Linked DNA regions of Mus musculus: region 1 is linked to region 2. The links are chromatin contacts, called in public HiChIP or PLAC-seq maps. All regions are on one chromosome and are shown on one strand. The core of a region is the stretch at or near the end of the contact, and the rest is flanking DNA. Distances in the headings are between cores, read along the strand shown.

Region 1 (4,009 bases), core at 891-3,390, 2.6 Mb after region 2:
ACAGAAAGGACCCAGTTCTCTTTTACATCATGACAAACTGCAACTACATATCACCCAGGTCTGAGAGTAAGGTGGGATAGGAAAAGATAGCACAAGGAGTTGGGACTTTTCATTGGCTCCTGTATTATAGGTTAATCATTTAACTACAAATTCAAATGGAAATGACTAAATTCAGGATAATCACAACTAAGGTACATCAAACAATGAGTCACTCGGGGAGGGTGATTCCCCCATATCCCATGATGTGAAGCAAAGCAAACCAGGCAGCACTAACCTATTCTGAGGGTTATATCTGATGAATAAAGATATTGCTAATGCCTTCTGGGGTACCAAAAACCATGTGCACTGACCCTTCCCCACAACCAGACATGGAAGCACCGTCTTAAGCTAAATCCCGTCCAGGAGAAAACAAAGGCTCACAGAAGGGAAGGGCCACTGACAAGACACCCAGGCAGCAGGGATGGATCTGGGATTCACCTGCAACCATAGTCAGGATCCAAAATGCCAGCATAGCATCATAGCACATCACTTCTTCTTCTTCTTCTTCTTCTTCTTTTTTTGGTCAGGGGGGAATCTATAGTGACATTTGTTGTATTTTTAACAGGAAGAGGAGGAGGAGAAGGAAGAGGAGTAAGAGGAGGAGGAGGAGAAAAGGAAGGGAAAGAGTAATATTCATGTATACTTCAGATTAAAAAGAACAGAGAAGGCAATTATGGCAGCCATTTTGTGGAATAGGACCAAGTCCCTTGAAATGGGGCTTGATTTCACAGCCAAGGCTAGTCTTAGACCCATGTTGATCCTCCTGCCTCAGCTTCCCAAGCACTGGGATTACATATGTGCCCTGTGACCTGCATATCCCTCAACAATTACTAGTGGTTTGCAGCTCAGGGCAACTGAACTATTCCCCACCTCACCCCACTTCCAGGCTATCTGGTGGTGGGAGGGGACTTGGCTGGTGATCACATGGGAAGAGAGGATGCTGCCAGGACAAAGTGCAGACACTGTGCCCTGTACTTCTATGCTCAGGAGAGTTCCATACTTCAAAAAAGCTAGTGATCCAGCTGGGGCTGAGAAACGCTGAGTTAGGGGGCAATATTTTGTGTTCTTTCTGGGTTTTGAGAGGTAGGATATGTAAATGAAGATGCTTTTGCTCCATAATAGTAAGTATCAGAATTCCGATTCTTTCACATAGATAATACTTTTTAGAATCAACATGGTTGCTCAGGTACTTTTCTAGATACAAACGTTACCTGTTACCTGCTAGAGAGACTTAACTATCCCAGACTAAAGCGGTCCTGTGTACTCAACAGTATCAGTTGTGGTAAAAATACTTTTATAAGAGATCCCAACAGAACATTCTCAGAGTCTGAAAACTATTCTTCTTCAGGTGTGATGTCATAGCCATATGTATGTAAAAATGTCACACCTCACATGTAATCAGTTAAATATGTTGGCTATTTTGCAAATAGGTTTAGATGGGTTAGGATAGGTTCTGGGTATTTAAAAAATGTGTCATGTAAAAACTGGATATCTAAAATGACATCATCTCACCAAAGTTTCTTCTGTGGCCATGTCTCCACCCAGGGCTGAGGGGTTGGCCTCTTTCCTGTTACAACTTGCATGGGGGCACATGGGCATGCATGTCAGACAACCAGGCCTGGCATGGTGCTGTTCCCAGGTGTCGCCGCAGATGACCAGGTACTCTCTGACTCTGTTTATGGTTTATGTCTCTGTGTTTGTGACTGTCTCTCTCTCCCTGTCCCCACACCCAGCCCCCAGAACTCACTGTTTCTCAGTCTGACTTCAAATTTGCGCTAAATGTAAAGATGGCTTTGAATTTCTGATTTTCATACCTCTATTTCCTGAACACTGGGACCAAAGGTACACTCTACCGTGCTTGGTTTATATGGTGTTGGGAATCAAACTTTAGACCTCATACGTGTTAGATAAGCACCCTGCCAGCTTTAGGCAAACACCTGAGCTACAAACTCCAACTCTACATGTCATTTTTCTTTGTGTGTGTGACAATGCTACCATTGGTTAAGTCCTAGGTATAGCAAGTAAGAGGGTGGCCATGGGTATGAGATGGTGCCCTCTGTGCAGAGCTATTTCCTCTTCTGCAGAGAGCACCTGCCATTCCTATGTAAGAAATCCTCTCATTCTTGAAGATGTGGTCAGTGGTCTCCTTTGAACATTCACCCTACCTCCTTCCTGTGAGCGAAGAACAAACCACTCTGTTCTTTGTGAGCGTCTCATCATTCAGGTCTTAGCTTAAATGTCACTTCCCTGAACACACCAAATGTCCCTCCCCACCCATGCCCGATCTTCCATCTCAACAGAATTGTACCAGAGGCAATTCAGAGTTTACAGTGATATGATTTCCTTGTTTTCACCAACCATCTCTCTAGAATATTTTCAGAGAAACAGATAAGTTAGCAGCCACAATTACTTCCTCCACAGTATATTTTTTTTTGCATTTCTTTTTGGTAACAAAACAACTTGAGTTAGAGCTTTGGCCACAGCCTGCCAGCATGAAGACAGTGCTTCCCAGCCTTCCTTGCAATGAGACGGGGACTTCCTGAAGGATAAAGGGCTTGCTCTACAATGCCTTTCACCTTCTTTAACTACACTCAACTGAATCTTGGAAAGTCCTCATCACAGAATTTCAACCCCTAACTGGAATTAAGCACAGAGGTGGTGAGAGATGTCCTACTGTGCAGGGAAGTATGGAGTGCAGGGGCACACATTTCACTCTGAACAATTTCCTTTAGCCCACTGGATGCCTACAACCCCGAGAGGTGAAAGCGGAGGGAGAATCCTCCAAGCTTGACAGATGAGAAAATGAGGGGGCAGAGAGGCTAAGTGGCAGTTCCAAGTCCCAGCTGGTCAGTGGGAACACGAAACTGGTTCTCATTTCAAGCCCATGGGATAGGATTGGCGGTCTCCTCCCACTGGCTCTGCAGGTTTAAACAGATTGATTATTGGTGTGGCTGAAGCTTCATTACCCACTTTCCAAACAGGATGGACTGGTCCTCTGGCCACATTTTGTAATCCAGAGTTTCTCTTCCACCCCAGACAGTGTGTTATACTGATGCAGACAGCACTCTTCCTGGTCTCCTAGCATAAACCCTACTCTGGGATAGAGGGACCTTCTCTGTGGTCCAAGGTGACAAGCTGGCATCAGAAAGAGCAAGGTGAAGTGGAAACAGTCATGATGTCTGAGATTAGACAGATAATCAAGCTGCTACCTTTTGGTACAGGACGGAGTGCTGCTATAGCAGTCGAACAGAAGGACTCTGTGTGTATTGCTTAACACATCCGCCTCCAGGCACGAGGAAATTCCAACAGTTTTAAAAAAAATCACTTAACTGAAGGCCAAGAGTGAAGATATTCACTGCAAGGATCTCTTATCATGCTATGAAGTAATAAGATGCTAATCTTGAAAGGCATTTCATCAGGATGGTCTAGGAGATACCTAGAGTAGCAGTGCCCTATTGGTCCCCCTACAGGCCCTGCTTTCCAGATGAAGTCCTTGCTGTAGAGCCAGAGTTAGGTCATGACATACACACTAAAGCCTTACTTGCCCTCGGATGGATGGTCTAGTTTCTTGTGAAAGACATTTTTTCCCCTCTCTCTCTCTCTCAAAATGCTGAACAAGGGACCAGAGAGATGGCTCAGGGGAAGAGCACTGGCTGCTCTTCAAGGTCATGAGTTCAATTCCAAGCAACCACATGGTGGCTCCCAACCACGTGTAACTGGATCTGATAAATAAATAAATAAATAAATAAATAAATAAATAAATAAATAAATAAATCTTTTTAAAAAGTACTATACAAGCCATAAAAACCTAAGAAGAGGGGCTGGCTCAGTTGGTAGGATACTTGCCTTGTGTGCATAAAGCCTTGGGGTTGAGCCTCAGCCTCATATAAACAGGGCCCAGTCATGCACACTTGTAACCCCAGTTGAAGGCTGAAGAATCAAAAATTCAAGATTTCTTGCCTATATAGCA
Region 2 (3,603 bases), core at 706-3,205:
CACATGCACACATACAAACACAAATAATTATTTAAAATAAAGAATACAAAAAACAAAAGCTACTAGGTCCTCCACGGAACTCCTATTTGGCATAAATCAAGACTTTCCAAAAACAATATTAGACCAAAAGGAAACCCATAGATGGGTAAATTTGGTATCTATTGAACAACAACAACAAAAATAGACTGGAGAAATAAATAAAACAATTTTTAAAAAGGAAGTGAGCGAATACAAAAATTGGAGAAAGAAGTCACTGATTTGTACAAAAGTCAGGCTACTGAGTGTCCACACTGAAAAGCACACAGAAAAGCTCCCAGGGAAAATGGCTTAAAGCTACTCAGAATCAGCCATGTTCATGCATACAACCAAAGGCAAGCTGGCTCCAGAGGACAGAGCTGTGGGTGTGGCCTTCCTTGCAGCTGTTGCCAATGAATCTGTACTCTCAGCCCATGGAGCTGAAAGATTAGCAGGCTGGGGAAAACTTCACTGATCCAACTACTCCATCCGTGGCCTTCGGTGGCCCTAAGAAAACCCTACTAAAATGACCCTGGAACTTCTTGCCTTTTCTCTAAAGCTATGTTCCTCAAAAGCTAAGTCAAAGACGTCAAGCTTGCAGGTCCCGTAGTTTTCTTTGGCCCAGAATCCTTTATCTGGAATGCTCGGGACCACAGTTTTCCAGATCTCAGATTTTTTTTTTAGTTCTGGGTTATTTACATGAGGAGTCTATCCGAGTCTAAACATGAATTCATTTATGATTCATATACACCTTATACACATAGCCTCAAGGCAACTTTATACACTAATTTTAATACTTTTGTACATGAAAACGAAGTTCCCAGTACGGAATTTTCCACTTGTGGTGTCATGCTAGCGCTCAAAACTGTCAGAATCTGAAGCATTTTGGACTTTCAGACTGGGGAAGGTCCGCCTTGCTTTAAAGTGCACTATTTGCTTCTCCTTAGTAATACCAAAGGCTGAGTGAAGGGTCCCTAACGGAGCCCCTCCCCCAGTGCTCCATTTCTCCTTTGGCTGTCCTAGGTATCTGTGCAGAGAAGCCAGAGTACTTTCAGCTAGGCATCCCATACACAGACCCACTTACTCTCTTACCAGTAAATCCAATAATCAGTAAATTCACTCCCTCTTTGCTTCCAATTGCCAGAATCATAACCCTAAAAATGAATTTTTATAAGTCTTAAGTCTCTTACAGATAGGTAAGTAGATGACCAGCCCGAGGTCACACTCCCCGTCAGTAGCAGAGCCAGGACAGAACTTCAGGCCTGCTGAGACTCAGCTGCAAGCTGGTTTCCATATTACCACATTCTTATTATCCACAACTTTAGAAATTTCACTTGTGGGTCCAGAACTAACATAATTAAACTGTTCCCAATTATTATTTCAAACAGAGTTGTGAAATAATCTAGACATCTTCTCGGGGGCTGGAGAGAGAGCTCAGTGATTGAGAGCACTTGTTGTTCAACCATGAGGACCAGACTCTGAACTCCAGCCCCCATGTTGGCTGGCTCGGAAACACCTGTAACTCCAGCTCCAAGGCATCTGACACCCTCTTCTGGGCTCCAGGGGCAAGAGAGAGAATGCACAAGCACACACACACTACATGTGAACACATGCACATACAACAAACACATATACATACATACATACATAATTTCAAATACAAAGCGAAAATCTTAGCAGAATTTCTGGTTTTTCTCTTGCGTAAGGCAGAGAGCCTCTTCCATGAGGTCAGATTACCTGTGGACAAGACACGGACGGACATTGGGTCTGAGAAAACAGTGAATTGGGAATGAGGTAGCCCTGGTAGCTAATAAACACTTTGTTTGGCTTGGTTTCTGGCTCTCCTCTCCTGAAGAGGAGCGGACAATCCCCCCCACTCAAGTTGGCCTCAGCATCCATCACTCGGTTGCATCAACAACCCACTTCCTGGAAGCTACGAGCTCTTCTGGCTGTTTATAAAGTTTTGCAAACACTAGGCGCTCATGTGCCAGAAACTCACACTGTCCCAGGTGGAGAAAGGAAGTCACAGACGCACACAAAATTATTTTAGTCAAAAAAAAGAAAAAAGAAAGAAAGAAAGAAAAGAAAACTCAGTCTGTGAGCATGAAGATGACCCTAGGTACCACACATCCCAATCTGCAAAACAGAACTTAAAGTTACAATCAGAGCCTCATAGTTAGTTCTCCTGCCTATACGTTTTAGCAAACTCTTTTGTGTATGCATGCTTTTGTAAACAAGAGGATCCACTGTAAATGGTATCTAATCAAATATGACAGTGGCTTAATTATGCTTAACTGAGTCTGTGAGCTTAAAATGACACATACAGGCTGGATTTTTAAACCACTAAACACTATGTAATTTACCTAGAATTAGATTTTCACAGACAGAATATGAAAATCATCAACTTTATTTTAAAGAAATTCCTCCAACCAACAGAAAGAGAACAGAGAAACGGAACCAAGGACCATGGACCGCTCAGTAGCAAGGAGGAAAAAGCATTGTTCTAATCTGTGTGAAGCTAAAAGGAGCCCAGAGGGTTCCAGGAAGCTGGCTCTGTGCTTTTGGGGGATTTTCTTATAGGGTGCTTCTAACTCTATTTAAAGCAGACTCAAGTAGACACAGCTGGAGGGTCAGGCCCTGCAAAGTAAACACGAGTTAACTCAATTCAGATTCAAGACTTAGCTACAACCAACCGGCTAATCATCTCTACACTAAATAATAATAATATCTAAAATGCCTCTTTGAAATGACCCATTGTAATTATATTTGCTTGCTAATAGAGTCTAATCTAAATAATAGCTTGGAAGAACCCTCTCATTTAAGGATCTATGGAAGAAAACTCAAGTGACTTTTACAACCTGACTGAGCTCGGGTGCTAAAAATGTTTCAAACTCTCCTCACAAAACCAAAGGTAGGGGGGAAAAAAAAAACCCGCGTAATTTGAGAATATAAAAAACAGGGTGCATGAAATATGTGCTTGGCAAACATCCTGTAAACACGTTGTCAGAATTTCCTTTAGAAAACAAGTCCATTATTTTTCAGAACTTGTTCATGTTCCCATGTCTTAAAGTCATCTTTTAATGAGGAGTTGCCATGTGAGTATGCCCCCCCCCCCAACCTGCTAAATGAACATCCTACACATTTACAGAGAAAATGGCATGCTCTGGATTTACTTCTGTAAAACCCTGTAGAAGGAGAAAGGAGCATGGAGCCTATGAAACAGGCCTGCATGGGCAATTACTGAAGGTGGCTGACAGTTTCAGAATTCACGACGTCATTAATACACTGCCCACTTGTCTCTCTTATGAAACAGTGATAAGAAGAAAACATCCTACATCAACAGAGGCTACATGGCAAACATTTCCTTAACTCAGAATTGGTTTTAAGGCTGGTCATTCCAATCACCTCACAAGAATAAAAAAAAAGTTCTCTCTGCAACAGGCTTTGTCACAGTCAGTTGACAGCTTTCACAGCCCTTTCCTGTTGTCCAACCCAAAGTGCTTCAGATGCAAATGGCTTTCAAAGGGAGAGTACTGGGACCACAGGACCTAGTGCTACCTAGATGCCTGATGCCCCCCAGTTCAGAAA

The links. HiChIP or PLAC-seq counts read pairs in DNA pulled down with a chosen protein or histone mark.
Region 1: a contact with region 2 is called in an H3K27ac HiChIP or PLAC-seq map of thymic regulatory T cells, with 12 times the contacts expected there. The contact joins two enhancer-like sites. A contact is called at or near these places in 2 of 484 Hi-C or Micro-C datasets (CD8 T cells and Th1 cells) and 1 of 115 datasets of contacts at active chromatin or transcription factors (thymic regulatory T cells).

Annotation. Positions count from the first base shown.
Region 1 is chr6:97,315,956-97,319,964 of GRCm38.p6, forward strand. All of the region lies in intron 11 of Frmd4b (FERM domain containing 4B), which reads right to left. Among named protein-coding and RNA genes, the nearest start is that of Gm32191, 65 kb to the left of the region's middle. Within about 2 kb of position 2,141, at least 42 of the 459 cell types and tissues checked have an H3K27ac peak or open chromatin away from gene starts, as enhancers often do. A contact at or near this core is called in Th1 cells and thymic regulatory T cells, where this site is marked.
Region 2 is chr6:94,688,501-94,692,103 of GRCm38.p6, forward strand. The region is part of intron 1 of Lrig1 (leucine-rich repeats and immunoglobulin-like domains 1); the gene reads right to left. Among named protein-coding and RNA genes, the nearest start is that of Lrig1, 9.8 kb to the right of the region's middle. Within about 2 kb of position 1,956, at least 16 of the 459 cell types and tissues checked have an H3K27ac peak or open chromatin away from gene starts, as enhancers often do. A contact at or near this core is called in Th1 cells and thymic regulatory T cells, where this site is marked.